Regions from separate parts of the Zea mays genome. Here all the other regions are linked to region 2. The links are chromatin contacts, called in public Hi-C maps. All regions are on one chromosome and are shown on one strand. The core of a region is the stretch at or near the end of the contact, and the rest is flanking DNA. Distances in the headings are between cores, read along the strand shown. Region 1 holds the start of LOC541903 (farnesyl pyrophosphate synthase 1). Region 2 holds the start of LOC103635290 (phosphatidylinositol/phosphatidylcholine transfer protein SFH6). Region 3 holds the start of LOC103635286 (ABC transporter B family member 11).

Region 1 (4,163 bases), core at 1,212-3,711, 460 kb before region 2:
ATCGTTTCAAAGAGGTCTGCAGCCGACTTACAAATAGAATGCGCTTTTGGCTCTCATCAGCACGCTCAAGGGCTTGCACAACTAGCCATGAGCACTTGTAATCTTCAATGTCCGTTCCAATCTATATTAGAAATTAACATTGATCAAATCACAATAGCTAAGAGAAAAAAAATAAGTACGCCAAAGATGCTAGTTCAAGTTACTGAAATAGATAAATGCACCAACCTTGCCGATAAATTCAGGATCACCATAACAATCCAGATAGTCATCCTGATAGAGAACAATCATATTAAAACTAAGTAGACTAATGCTTGTGAGCAAAATAGGTGTTACCTGGACTTGAAAGTATGTTCCCATTTCAACAAGGATGTTCTCTACATCACCATAATTGTCCAAATTCTCGCCAGAGAGCAGCAGGGCACATGCAACCTTTGATAAAGCAGCATGTCAGTAACACATTCAAGTGGTATTCATAATCTAGATGGGGGTCAGATGAAAATAGTATGTGCAAAAGTTTAAAAAAGGTTAATTACCGGCAGATAAAATGAATAATAGGCTGTCTTGTATTGAACAATTCGACCGTGACTGCAAAATCAGTTGCAGGAAACCATCAGTAAATAAAAGGCACGTCCTGAATCAGAATTACCATAGCAATGCTATTATATAAAGAACATTTCTCTAAAGCTAAAACTGATAACGTGAGAGGAACACTTTAGTTTTCACATGGTAAAACATACGGAATAAAAAAGAATGTTTTGCCAGAGTCATTACATATTAACTTACACTGTTATGTTATACTTTGTTAGATCTTTTTCTCCCTCATGGGTAGTGATAAGGTCCAGCAGCTGACCTGAAGCTGTCTTGAACTCAACCTAGGAAAACAAAACGACATAATCAGGACCAGTAATAGCCTGAAAGCTTGAGCTAAACATTGATGTGCTTCAGAATATATAGTTACCTCATTGAACAAATCAAGGAGATCAGCATAGTAAGGTTTGCCCTTAAAGTGGCGCCGAAGGATCCGTGAGATATGGTTGCGAAGGATGATCCCGTCATTCGCAGCAATTAAGCCAACCTATTTCAAACGAAATCCACCCTTAGCTATCACTTGAAAAAGAGAATTCGAAATTTCTCTGCACCGAAGTAACTACACAGGGGAAAAAACAGAGAAATGCTTTGGTATTCAGTAAGACTAACCTGAGGCACCCTGAACCAGCAAGGCTGGCCGCGACGAGTGTGAGAGTCATCCATGATATCATCAAGCACAAGAAAGAAAGCCTGAAGCTGAAATACGACGAGCGAACTTAGATGAGCCACTCTCAGTTCCTTGACTGGCATTTTTCCTGGCAACAGTGGGGGACAAAAAAAAAAATACCCATTCAATGCACCAGCCGAGGGTGCAAGCAAGGAACGTTTCCTCCTCGCCCAGAGCATCAGCGCCCTTGAGCAGCTTGTAGCTGTCGACCACAGAGAGCCCACGGTTACACTTGCCTGTCATTGGACAGCAGTTATGCATCAGAAGTGTTTTTCTTCGTATAATGTAAAAGTAAGTAGTAATTCGGAATCATCTCCTCACCTCCGAGTACATTGTAGTCAACCATCTGTTTGAAGGGAGGGAGATAGAGAAATTTCATATATCAGCATTGCACGTGAAAAGCACTAGCTGACAGAAGAAAGAGTAAAGAGCCTGCTAAAACTCACAAGATCCACTTAATTAAGTGCCTATATTGTCATTAAATCACCTGTACCGTGGTTTGGGTTTAACTGCAGAGCCTACATAATCATAAGCTCTGCTCTGTTTTGGCAGCAGTTGGATTTCCGAAAGCAGAGCCCGTCAACCCAAGTACCCAACCCAAGTGGAAGTTCCAGTTCCACTCAGTGCCCACGTAAACGTACTAGTACAGCAGTAACAAGCTGCTCCCATGGGACATTAATTCACCCATGATCCAGCGCTTTCTTCATTTATTCTATATGCCCACGCGCACGCGGTAAGCAAAAGTAATTTCTGTTCAACGAGAACCCGGCGCCGGACAAACATGAGAGAGGCTAGCCCACCGATCCGGGCTGGGCCACGGTGACGGACGGCACAGGGAGCCCCCGCACCGCACGGCGCACGCCACAAGGATCAAGCCAGGAAACAGGAACAGAAAAAGGAAGGAAGGACGGCACAGCGACAGCGAGAGAGAGAGAGAGAGGGATCGTTACGCGGTCGATCCACTGGCGTGACTCCTCGGTGAACTCGAAGGCCGGGTCGGTGAGCAGCTCCTCCTTGAGCGTCTTGTAGATCCGCGCGAAGGCCGCCCTGGTGTCCCCGCCGGCGCCATTCCCGCCCGCCGCCATTGCCTCCTCGCCCTGCGGCGACGCGGACGGGGCCGAGAGCGGTCGAGGGAGTGTGAGTGTGTGACTGGCTGTCGCCGCACTCGCGCTGCGCAGTGGCGGGGAAGGAAGGAAGGAGGGAGGGAGACAGCAGGGTGGGGGAACCAAGGCAACGTGGGACGCGGCCTTTTCTAGGGACGGCCGGACGGGACGGCCACGGCAACGGGCAAAGCTGGAGCGGGTTGGCAGCGGCTCGCACGGGCACGGCACGAAGCTGACGAGACGGAGGGAGACGGGACAGCGCACGAAACAGAGCCGCCGTTTGGATCCAGATCTGGTGGTGCTGCTGCGACCTGGGGCCCACTTCAGGTTATCCGTTTGTTTATAGTTTCCGGCACGCGGGTGGGTTTGGTGGGCTGATTCGCTGCTATAGCCTATTAGAGCAACTCCAGTAGTTCTCTAAAAAATAGCTTGCTAAAATCATGTTTAGCAAGTTGCTAAATAGCTATTGGAAGTAAAAAATAACTTAGTCTCCAATAGTTGCTCATATTTAGGAAGTAGTTCGATTTTGAATCTAGCTTTAGCGGCCCTACCTCTATGAGATCTGCCTGATAATAAGGTTGAGAGCAGATGATGTGAGAGCGGAAGAAAAAAGGCCGGTCGATATGAACTATGGATGAGTGGTGGTCCGGTGGCTCAACCTATGAGGAAGTTGGGTTCGACGGTGAAGGAGAAACTTGCGTCATACGTGTTTGACCTAGCTACCTCATTATGCTAGAAAATGAAAAAAGAGCGTGCTATACCTGGCTATCTCACTGTGTGGGAAAGGGAAAAATAATCACGTTAGTGTGAAGAAATTGACGTCAACTGTATTTAGGGAGTTCCTACCGAGTTGCTAAATGTGGAGAGTAAATAGAGTTGAATAGCAACTAAGTAAATTTAGCAAGTCTATTTAGAGAACCATTGGAGAAGCATTTTTCTGTTTACTTCTTAAATTTAAGATTTAGAGAGTTGTTTAGAGAACTATTGGAGTTGCTCTTACTAGTCTATAGCGCCGCTTCTCCAGTCTGAATGGCAATTGGCAATAAGCTGGAGCGCTGGATCGTCACGTGATTAGGTATCAAAGGATCGGATTGATGCGGTTGTGATGGAGCTTTACTTGCTCTGTCATGTGGTGGCATCGTTGGTACAAAAGACAAGTGCTATTTTTTACTTGCCATCCTTGATGGATGCATGACGAAAACTAAACGCATGCAACCGTGTTTATCCCATTACTCGGCGCAATAAATCCAACAAATATTATGTTAATAGTACTAACCTGGGTGTACCGTGTTTACGTAGCCGTGGCTCAACACGTAAAACAGAAAGTCATGAGCAAGAGAATCAATGAAATTATAGTTTGCTATTTTTACTGAGTCCAACTCCACGACGAAAGCACGTCGTAATTTTTTTTAAAATTTTGTTTTTGTTATACTGATTACTTCACTTACTTTGCAATCTACTAAAAAACATTAGATCAACATCTACACAGAGTCGTGAGCATATGATAGTTGGTTGGAATTGCATTTTATTGTTCTCGTTGAGTCTAACTTCGTTGGTAAGAAAGCGAACTAAAAGTTGAAGCGTTTTTTAATTGATATTCGATGATTTCACTTGCTTTGCAATCTACCCAAAAAAAAACAGTAGATCATCATGCACACAGAGAGAGCCGTGAGCACGAGAGTTGGATGGAACTACACTTTATTATCCTCGGTGAGTCCAACTCTATCGATACGAAAGCGAGCTATGTGTTGATAACTGATGAATTCGCTTACTTCACAACCTGTCAAAACCAGTTGCGCAAAAAA
Region 2 (4,235 bases), core at 503-3,002:
GCAATCATTGTTTGTTTAACAAAATTTTGGACATAGTTATATAGAAGTTGCAATCACACCAGACCAGCAGTTGCAATTACACCAGACCAGCAGTTGCAATCATATTTTTTTAACAAAATTTTCAGAGTTATTCAGTACTTGCAATCACATCAGAGCAATTCAGCAGTTGCATCCACACCACACCAGCAGTTGCAATTACAACACACCAGCAGTTGCAATCATTGTGTTTACATTTTTAACAGATATTTGGGTAGAATTGTACAACAGTTGCAATCACACCTAATGCGAGGGACATGGAGGCGCGCTGACAGAGAGGCGCGCGGCGGCGCGGGGACAGGGAGGCACGCGACGGCGCGGGGACAGGGAGGCGCTCGGCGGCGGTGGGGAAGAGGGTGGCGCTCGGCGGCGGTGGGGGAGAGGGTGGCACTCGGCGGCGGTGAGGGAGAGGGTGGCGCGCGGCGGCGGGGGGCAGGAAGACGCGCATACAGGAGGCCGAGACGTGCTCGAGATGTTATTGCAGGTGGGTGCATTCAATATAGAGAATGCACCCAGGTGCATTTTAGTGCCGCCGTATATATATATATATATATATATATATATATATATATATATATATATATATATATATATATATATATATATATATATATATATATATATATATATATATATATATATATATATATATATATATAGGCGCATGCTCTCTTTAATCCTTTCGTCCTTCAGGTTTTCATCAGATCACGCTACGAACCTGTTTGATTCGCCAACAGCCCCGTTCCCGTGTGATGCGATGACAGCCAAAGCCGCTTTAATTAGCATGGCTCACGGGTGTTTTGCAATCAGTGTAACAACTAAAGATATTCAGGCAGAGGTAGCGTAGCTAGCGGATCGGATGCGTAGACATGGACAGAAAGTTCCCTCGGTGCCGACCCCATCGATGTGCCAATTTGTTTGGCCACTGTTTCTGATTGATGCCATGAATGCCAGCAGAAAAAAACACAGGACAGTGAAGAGAGAGCACAATGGCACTTGGCGGGCTACTGCACTGTGCTACTGGCAGTTACTGACTGCGTACTACTGCTGATACTATGCATCCCAGCACGAAATTTACTGCTATTGTTTAACCGTAGTTCCATTAGAGTTTCAAATATGTATCGGTTTGCTGCATCTTTAATCCGTTTACGGCTGCGGCTGCGAATACTACAATAGTTACATACATTTAATGTGCCGGGCTGAGATATTAGCGTTGTTTTTCTTGGTCTGGTCAGGAACAGGCTACTCCACCATTATATAAAGACATACTGTAACATAGAGTATGTCCGAAAAGGTTTCTTGTTCTTGTAGCCACGAAATCCAGACCAGATTATTTGTCTAGTCACTTCCTCTTTGGTAAACTAAAAACATGGCATGCAGCAGCCGCAACTGATCAAGAGAGACGGCAAAAGGTTTCCATTCCCTAAAAATAATCACGGAACCACCAGCGGAGCTCAGAGTGCCGAGAGAGGAGTTTGTCCAACTCCTCCAACCAAACGAAACCATTAATCTCCAGTCCGACCTGGCCAACCCCTCCTCCACGCGTCACATCACCGGCACACTCTCCTTGAACGCGGTCTACGGTTCACGGCCACTGTTCCGTGGTCCCCACAGAAATCGTGCCAGGCCCAGGGCACGCGCCTCCGAATCCAAATGTAAACGAGCCTACCAGACACACCGAATAAGGTCCATGGGCACAGCTCAACCGTTCGGCTGGTCCGGGTGCATGAGCCGGGTCCACTCGGGAAGTGACCGGGACCTCGCAGCATCTCCCTCGCCCCACCCCAACCTCCACCTCCACCGCCACCCATTGAAAAGCAGAGCGGCAGACTGGCAGAGGCAGGCGCTCTCGGCTCTCCTCGTGGACAAAACCACCGGCTCCCGATATCCAAATTGGAACAGGTAAGAAGAAAGGGGCTGTTAAAAATTTCGACTTCTGGTGCACCGTTCACGGTTCATCAATCAGTGTTTTTCTCCCGAATGGCCGGTTGCAGGGGATTCTGAACTTGGGGTTTGTTCCGGGGACCGATTCTGGCATCGGCAGACGGGATGTCAGCCCCCCTCGACCGACTTGCTAGGCCATGTGAGTATGAAGTGCTTCTTCCCGTTGGGACGCAACCAATCGATTCCCGACGAATTAGCGCGTGCTATTGGTTCATCTTGTTCTTCCTTGTTTCTTTCAAATTGAGGGAGTTCTGTTTGGGTAATAGTGTTCCTGCATGGTTATAGCCTTATAGGTTCGGGGGCTAGGAAAAAAAATCCAACGTACTTTGTTTTTGAAAAAAAAATCTTAATACAGAAGTAGATTGTTTACCAACTGCCTAAGCTGTGCCTGTTCCCCATCTACAACAGTGTCTTAAATCAGTGCTCTATCTTGAAATATAGAGCTCAACTCATAAAAACAGTGCTTTGTTTTATAAATTTTTATCAAACAAATATAGGGCACACCATAAAGTGATCCAAATATATTACAACCCGGTTAGTGCTCTATACTTATTTTCTACATCATTCTCGACATTTTCGTTCATAATAATGTAATATACTTCCTAAAATACATGATTTAGGGTCTAAATGTTGGAGCTCAATTTATTTTTAGTGGCCTAAACACTTTAAATAATGTAGTGTTTAAATTTTTGGGCATTATTTTGAGACACCTTGTTGGAGAATGGAGATGCTCTTTAGAGGGCTTAAACCTTATGCTTGAAGCTGAGTTAATGCAGATAATCGACATATAGCAATGTTGTAACATGTGCAAATTAACAAGTTCATAAATCATTCAACCACTCAATGCCTCAACTATTATTAGTTTATTACCATGTACTCTTTGTGTCTATGAAGGTCTGTTCATACCGATATTAACATCTCTCAGAGCGCCTCTGGTTTAGCATTCATCTAATAGACAGGTTGCAGTTCTAGCTTCTCATTGTAAAGCACAATTTTCTGTCTAGTCTAACCCACCTAAGAGTAACTGCTGCTACGGAACAAAAATAGCTCTTTGCTTGGATTTTGAGATGGAAAACTGAGACAGCCTTTGCAGGTTTTGAAGGGTTTGTACATAACGATGAAAGGAAAGAGAGCAGATCTGATGCAGACAACTCAGAAGGAGATAAGAAGACTAAGATCGGATCTTTCAAGAAAAAAGCAATTAACGCGGGGAACAAATTCAGGCATTCCCTGAGAAGGAGAAGCAAAAAGAAGACCGAAAGGGGGGATTCCATCAAGGATATAAGGGACATTAAAGAACTTCAAGATGTTGAGACATTTCGACAATGCTTAATTGACGAGGATTTGCTGCCGCCACAGCATGACGATTATCACATGATGTTAAGGTACAACATTTCGTGTTCACAGTTTTTTTTCTTTTCTTTTGAATAACCTTCAAAAGACAGGAAGTTTCTTGTTCGCAAGGTTTTGATTTCTATTTATGCTGCATATATTCTTCCATTTTCATACCTTTCTAATAGCCACACACAAAACTTTGTACATGTGCTTGAGAGGCCATGATTGGAAGAAAGTGGTCGCCATCCTAGTTGACTGGGCTGGGATTCTCATTTGCATTGCAGATTCCTAAAAGCACGGAAATTTGATGTTGAGAAAGCTAAGAATATGTGGTCAGACATGCTTAAATGGAGGAAGGAATTCGGGGTTGACAAAATAGAGGTAAAGCTGAAGTTAAATTAGCATACCATAATATTTCATAGTTATCAATCTTTCTCAGAGTAACCTCTATATTTTAACCCTTCTTGGTTCTATAACTCAGGAATTTGAGTACGCCGAGTTAGATGAAGTTAAAAAGTATTACCCACAATTTTATCATGGGGTAGATAAAGAGGGAAGACCTGTCTACATAGAATTAATAGGGAAAGTTGATGCGAACAAGCTAGTACAAGTGACAACTCTAGATCGGTATGTGAAATACCATGTCAAGGAATTTGAGAGGTGCTTCCAGATGAGATTTCCTGCTTGCTCCATTGCTGCAAAAAAGCACATAGATTCGTCGACTTCTATTTTTGATGTGCAAGGCGTGGTATGCTGCATTATATGATAGCTAAATATTGTTGTTTACATATAAATCCACATTACTAAGAATTAATGCTTTGTTCTTTATTTCTTTGTAAATTAAGGGTTTCAAGAACTTCTCAAAATCTGCCAGGGAATTAATCACACGATTACAGAAGATCGACAACGATAACTACCCA
Region 3 (4,296 bases), core at 727-3,226, 280 kb after region 2:
TCCTACCTGGATAGTGACACTTTGCAGAAGTTTGATGAGGACTTCAATATCCTAAACTGGTGGCATGAACATAAGTTGTCCTATCATGTTCTCTCCATCTTAGCTAGGGATGTTATTTATGTTCCTGTTTCAACTATATCCTCAGAATCTGCATTTAGTCTATGTGGCAGGATAATCGAGGAACGACGAAGGCGCCTAGCACCAGAAATGGTAGAGATGCTTCTTTGCATGAAAGACTGGGAACTTGACGAAGCTAGAGGTCAGCACTGTACACAGGACCAAGAACTTGAAGATGCATTTGAAGGACTTTATCTTGGTGACCCTTAGGACTTTTATCTTCCTAGTTCCTACTCCATTTTGTTGATTTGGAAATCTGGTGATGTAAGTTATAATATGTAACTGAACAACCTTGACATGAACTATTAAATCAGAGCTGGGATGTACTTTTTTTTTTCCTTTCTAGGGTTTTTTCACGAGGAGTGAGTTTTTACCTAGAAAGGTTTTAATGAGGCAGCCAAAACAGCTCCAATCCTTTATATTACTTATCTTTATATTTCTGATTTGTGCATGTGCAAGTGAATCTGTATACTTAACTTTATACATATTTATGTATACTTGCCATAAACTGTGTGATTTATGTTCATGTGCAAATGTAAACTGTGTGAATTTACAAATGTGTACTTGCCATGCTCGGGCTGGCACAGGCTCCTTCATGGGCCATGCTTTCCGGGCCAGCCCGGCACGGATGGGCTGATTCAGTGCCGTGCTCGGCTGGTATAGTCAGCCCGTCGGGTGGCACGACCCAGCCCGGTTATCTGTTCGGGCTTATTCGTGCCGGACTTAAACGGGCATGGCTGTAACGGGCTCGGGCTGGGCCGTGCCGCCGGTTTGGACATCTATAGGCTGATGATTATTTGATGCCAACGAACCCAAGGGCGCAAGCATCCATCGCATGGTTTTCTTTTTTCAACTACGTACGCACAACAGCGCATATATTGAGAATAGAGAGAGATGTATAATGCATGTATTGACAAGTGATAATATCAAGTATCTTTAGCAAAGAAAAATTAATTTGAATCCTAGGTAGGCAAATAGCGACGTGGCGGCCATTGTCAGCAGGACGTTGCTCGTGAGGTGGACAGTTGGTTGATGCTCATGGCGCCTCAACCAGGATCCAGCAGTCAAGCGGTCTTGCCATTTTGCACTTGGCTCGTCCTGCAGGCTGCAAGGTCGCAGTCATGGCAACGAGCTTGAGGTTTTGAACTTAAATGCGACAAAGTTTCATGTTAAGCACTGTGCATGTGATATACATAGCAGCGAATATCATCCTGCGCACCTGGGATGGTAGAGACATGGCAGTTGTTGTGGTGCTGCCTGCTGTAAGCTGTGGCTCCTCAGACCAAGAACCCCAAACACTTGTAAACGCCTATGCATTCGTTTAAACAGAGTCGAGGCCGGCAATTCGGCTGCAGCTAGCGGTTTCCTTGTAAAACAGACAGCTAGCAGAGCTGCACGACCCGGTCGTGTCGTCCGACTCATCCGAGCAAACTCAGACAAATGTCCTAGCCATCTTATGATCGATGCAAACACCTGCTAAATTACCAGGAGTGACAGCTTGAGCTACGTCCAGGAAATAAGGTTCCAAACGGACGTTGCTTTCTGTGTGAGACAGATCGTCGCATCAAACATAACTAATCTAACAGATTTGACTCGAATGCCGACTGAAGCTAAGGATAACAGATCACGACATTATTAATTTTAAAAAAAATGCTTGCAAGCAACTACGGTACAACGGGATACTCCACAGTGAACCCAGCACCTCTGTCAGTCAGTTTGGACGCTTGTCTGTGCCATTATCGTTCTTGCAAATCCAGCTAACATAAAGAAAAAGCGAGAAAACAGGCAAACAGCTCCTGCAAAGCAAGTTGCTTGTAGAACGGCACTACAAAAGGAACTCTCCATAGAGCAGAGCAGCCGGAGCCATATGCAGCAGGGAGAACCCAGCCGGTGCTAGGCAGCCAAGCACGACATGGCAGAAGAAAGCGTCGTAAAAGCTTCCGCTGGCGATGCAGTGAAGGGTGGGAAAGTGGAGGAGAGTGGCGAGAAGATGGTGACAATGGCTAAGGTTCCGTTCCACAGCATGTTTAAGTGTGCCGACAGAACGGACGTTCTGCTGATGCTGGCCGGCATGGTTGGGGCGCTGGGCAACGGCATGTCGATGGTGGTCATGACGATCATCTTCGGGCAGATGGTCGATGCCTTTGGGGGCGCCACCCCGGACACCATTGTTCCCCGAGTCAGCAAGGTACTGCCCCCTATGCAAGCTATATATAGTCTGCAAGTCCTGTTATATAGAGGATTAGCCATTGATTGCTTATAAAACAGACGACAAATTTGTCCTCAGTTTGTAATATGTACTAATGGTAATTGTTTTCACAAAAAAAAAGAGAGATCCAAGTAATGATACTGCAGTAAGTTATACAGAAGAAGAATTGTTTGTTATCTTCCTGGCTAGTTATTGGATGCGCTAGTGATATAGCTAGCCTTTTCTTTCAGGCAGCTCTGAACTTCATTTACTTGGCCATCGGAACAGGGTTCACTTCTTTCATTCGTAAGTATAACGGTCATGCACATCTTTAAGTGGATAAATGGTTGTCAGTCTCCAGAAGATGACTTGCTAAAAGCTGAAAAGGATAATTCTCTCCCGACCAATAAGTGTGAACATCTCCTATTTGGCCATCCATAAGGCTATCTCCAGCAGGCAGCAGCTCTCCTATCTCATTCACTATTTCACCTCTCATTTCAAATTTCACTCTATAAACAGTGCTATCTACTAGGTGTTTTGTACAACCTATGCATGATCTGCTAGACACAGCCTAACATATATATAATATGGGCAACTTTTGAACTTGGAATCATTTCTGAGTAATATTTTTGTGATAGTACAACACCTATTAATAGAAATCTGAGTATCAGATCGCCAGGTAGTACTTTTGTGGGTCATTAAGAATCGGGATACCACTGATCATTCTTAGTATCTTAAATAACGCTCAAATGCAAATACACGACCATAACACCAATGCTTACCAGAGATATCATGTTGGACAATGACTGGGGAGAGGCAGGCTACTCGTATTCGATCATTGTATCTCAAGTCGGTCCTCAGACAGGATATGCCATTCTTTGATGTAGAAATGACTACTGGACAAGTAGTCTCCAGCATATCTGCCGACATGACCCTAATCCAGGGTGCTATTGGTGAAAAGGTAAGCACATGAACCTTGCATCTTCTTCAATGATTTTATATCTGATACAAAAGAACAAATAAACTGATCAGCTGCTACCCCAGTGGCGCTCCAACTAACCTTCATATAGAAAAAGGTTGTTTTGTTTGTTTCATTTTCTTCCTATTTTCTGATGGGACCATATCACAGAACCAAATAATTTTAGTAAAAAGTAAAACTCTGATGTAATTGAGCATGCACTTTGCAGTAGGTTGCATTCTAATTTAGTTTTTTACACTCACATTCTCGATTCTTTGGTCTTTAGGTCGGCAAGTTTGTACAGCTTATTACAACTTTCTTCGGTGGGTTTGTGCTGGCGTTCATCAAAGGGTGGCTTCTAACTCTTGTTATGCTTTCTACTATACCTCCATTTGTTGTTGCTGCTGGGATTGTCGCAAAGATGATATCCAAAATATCTAGCGAGGGTCTGGCGTCATACAGTGATGCAGGTGATACTGTTGAACAAACAATTGGCTCCATAAGGACGGTAGGCCCTATGCTATCTTGATCATGCACAACAGATAATAAGTTTGTGACTGACTTGTAATCATAGTAAATAACAGGTGGCTTCCTTCAACGGTGAAAAGAAAGCCATTGCCCTGTACAACAATTTCATAAAGAAGGCATACAATGGCGCAGTCAAGGAAGGGATCGTCCAAGGCTTTGGAATGGGTTTACTTTCATTTATATATTTTTCCGCCTTTGGACTGATTATATGGTATGGCAGCAAGTTAAGCCTCACTAAAGGATACAGCGGAGCAGATATCCTAAATGTAATGTTTGCAATCATGATAGGTGCAAGGTGAGCACTGATGCTGAAAATGTCATTCTAATAGTTATAATTCAACAAATAGCATGCCTTGTTCTAGCATTTTACCCGTAAGAAGCTTATAGTAGTGGTATCTGCTTTGGATCATATTCTAGTACTTCAGCACAACAAAATAGATCACATCTGTCTGCTAATATGAAATTCTTTTAACTGTTTGAGATAGAAATTTAGGTGATGCAACCC

The links. Hi-C and Micro-C count contacts between places; a contact is called where the count stands out from the background.
Region 1: a Hi-C map of tassel shows a contact between it and region 2, with 4 times the contacts expected there. The contact joins the promoter of LOC541903 here to the promoter of LOC103635290 in region 2. A contact is called at or near these places in 6 of 25 Hi-C or Micro-C datasets (bundle sheath, ear, leaf and 2 more).
Region 3: a Hi-C map of tassel shows a contact between it and region 2, with 3 times the contacts expected there. The contact joins the promoter of LOC103635286 here to the promoter of LOC103635290 in region 2. A contact is called at or near these places in 2 of 25 Hi-C or Micro-C datasets (ear and tassel).

What each region holds. Positions count from the first base shown.
Region 1 is chr8:64,328,177-64,332,339 of Zm-B73-REFERENCE-NAM-5.0, forward strand. It overlaps LOC541903 (farnesyl pyrophosphate synthase 1), which reads right to left and starts at 2,462. Exons shown (of 12, transcript NM_001111569.1): 1 at 2,206-2,462; 2 at 1,577-1,601; 3 at 1,376-1,491; 4 at 1,198-1,284; 5 at 959-1,075; 6 at 784-872; 7 at 534-585; 8 at 334-429; 9 at 226-270; 10 at 32-121. The coding sequence starts at 2,340.
Region 2 is chr8:64,788,090-64,792,324 of Zm-B73-REFERENCE-NAM-5.0, forward strand. LOC103635290 (phosphatidylinositol/phosphatidylcholine transfer protein SFH6) reads left to right here and starts at 1,753. Exons shown (of 14, transcript XM_020542484.2): 1 at 1,753-1,938; 2 at 2,031-2,119; 3 at 3,074-3,365; 4 at 3,600-3,696; 5 at 4,161-4,235. The coding sequence starts at 2,086. It overlaps LOC103636978 (protein TIFY 11b), which reads right to left and starts at 484. Exons shown (of 3, transcript XM_020542998.1): 1 at 362-484. The coding sequence starts at 484.
Region 3 is chr8:65,067,352-65,071,647 of Zm-B73-REFERENCE-NAM-5.0, forward strand. It overlaps LOC103635286 (ABC transporter B family member 11), which reads left to right and starts at 1,977. Exons shown (of 12, transcript XM_020542518.3): 1 at 1,977-2,305; 2 at 2,557-2,611; 3 at 3,091-3,266; 4 at 3,550-3,771; 5 at 3,848-4,086; 6 at 4,277-4,296. The coding sequence starts at 2,030. LOC100193360 reads right to left here. Exons shown (of 4, transcript NM_001363338.1): 3 at 3,088-3,307; 4 at 1,730-2,344. The coding sequence starts at 3,099. The coding sequence ends at 1,943.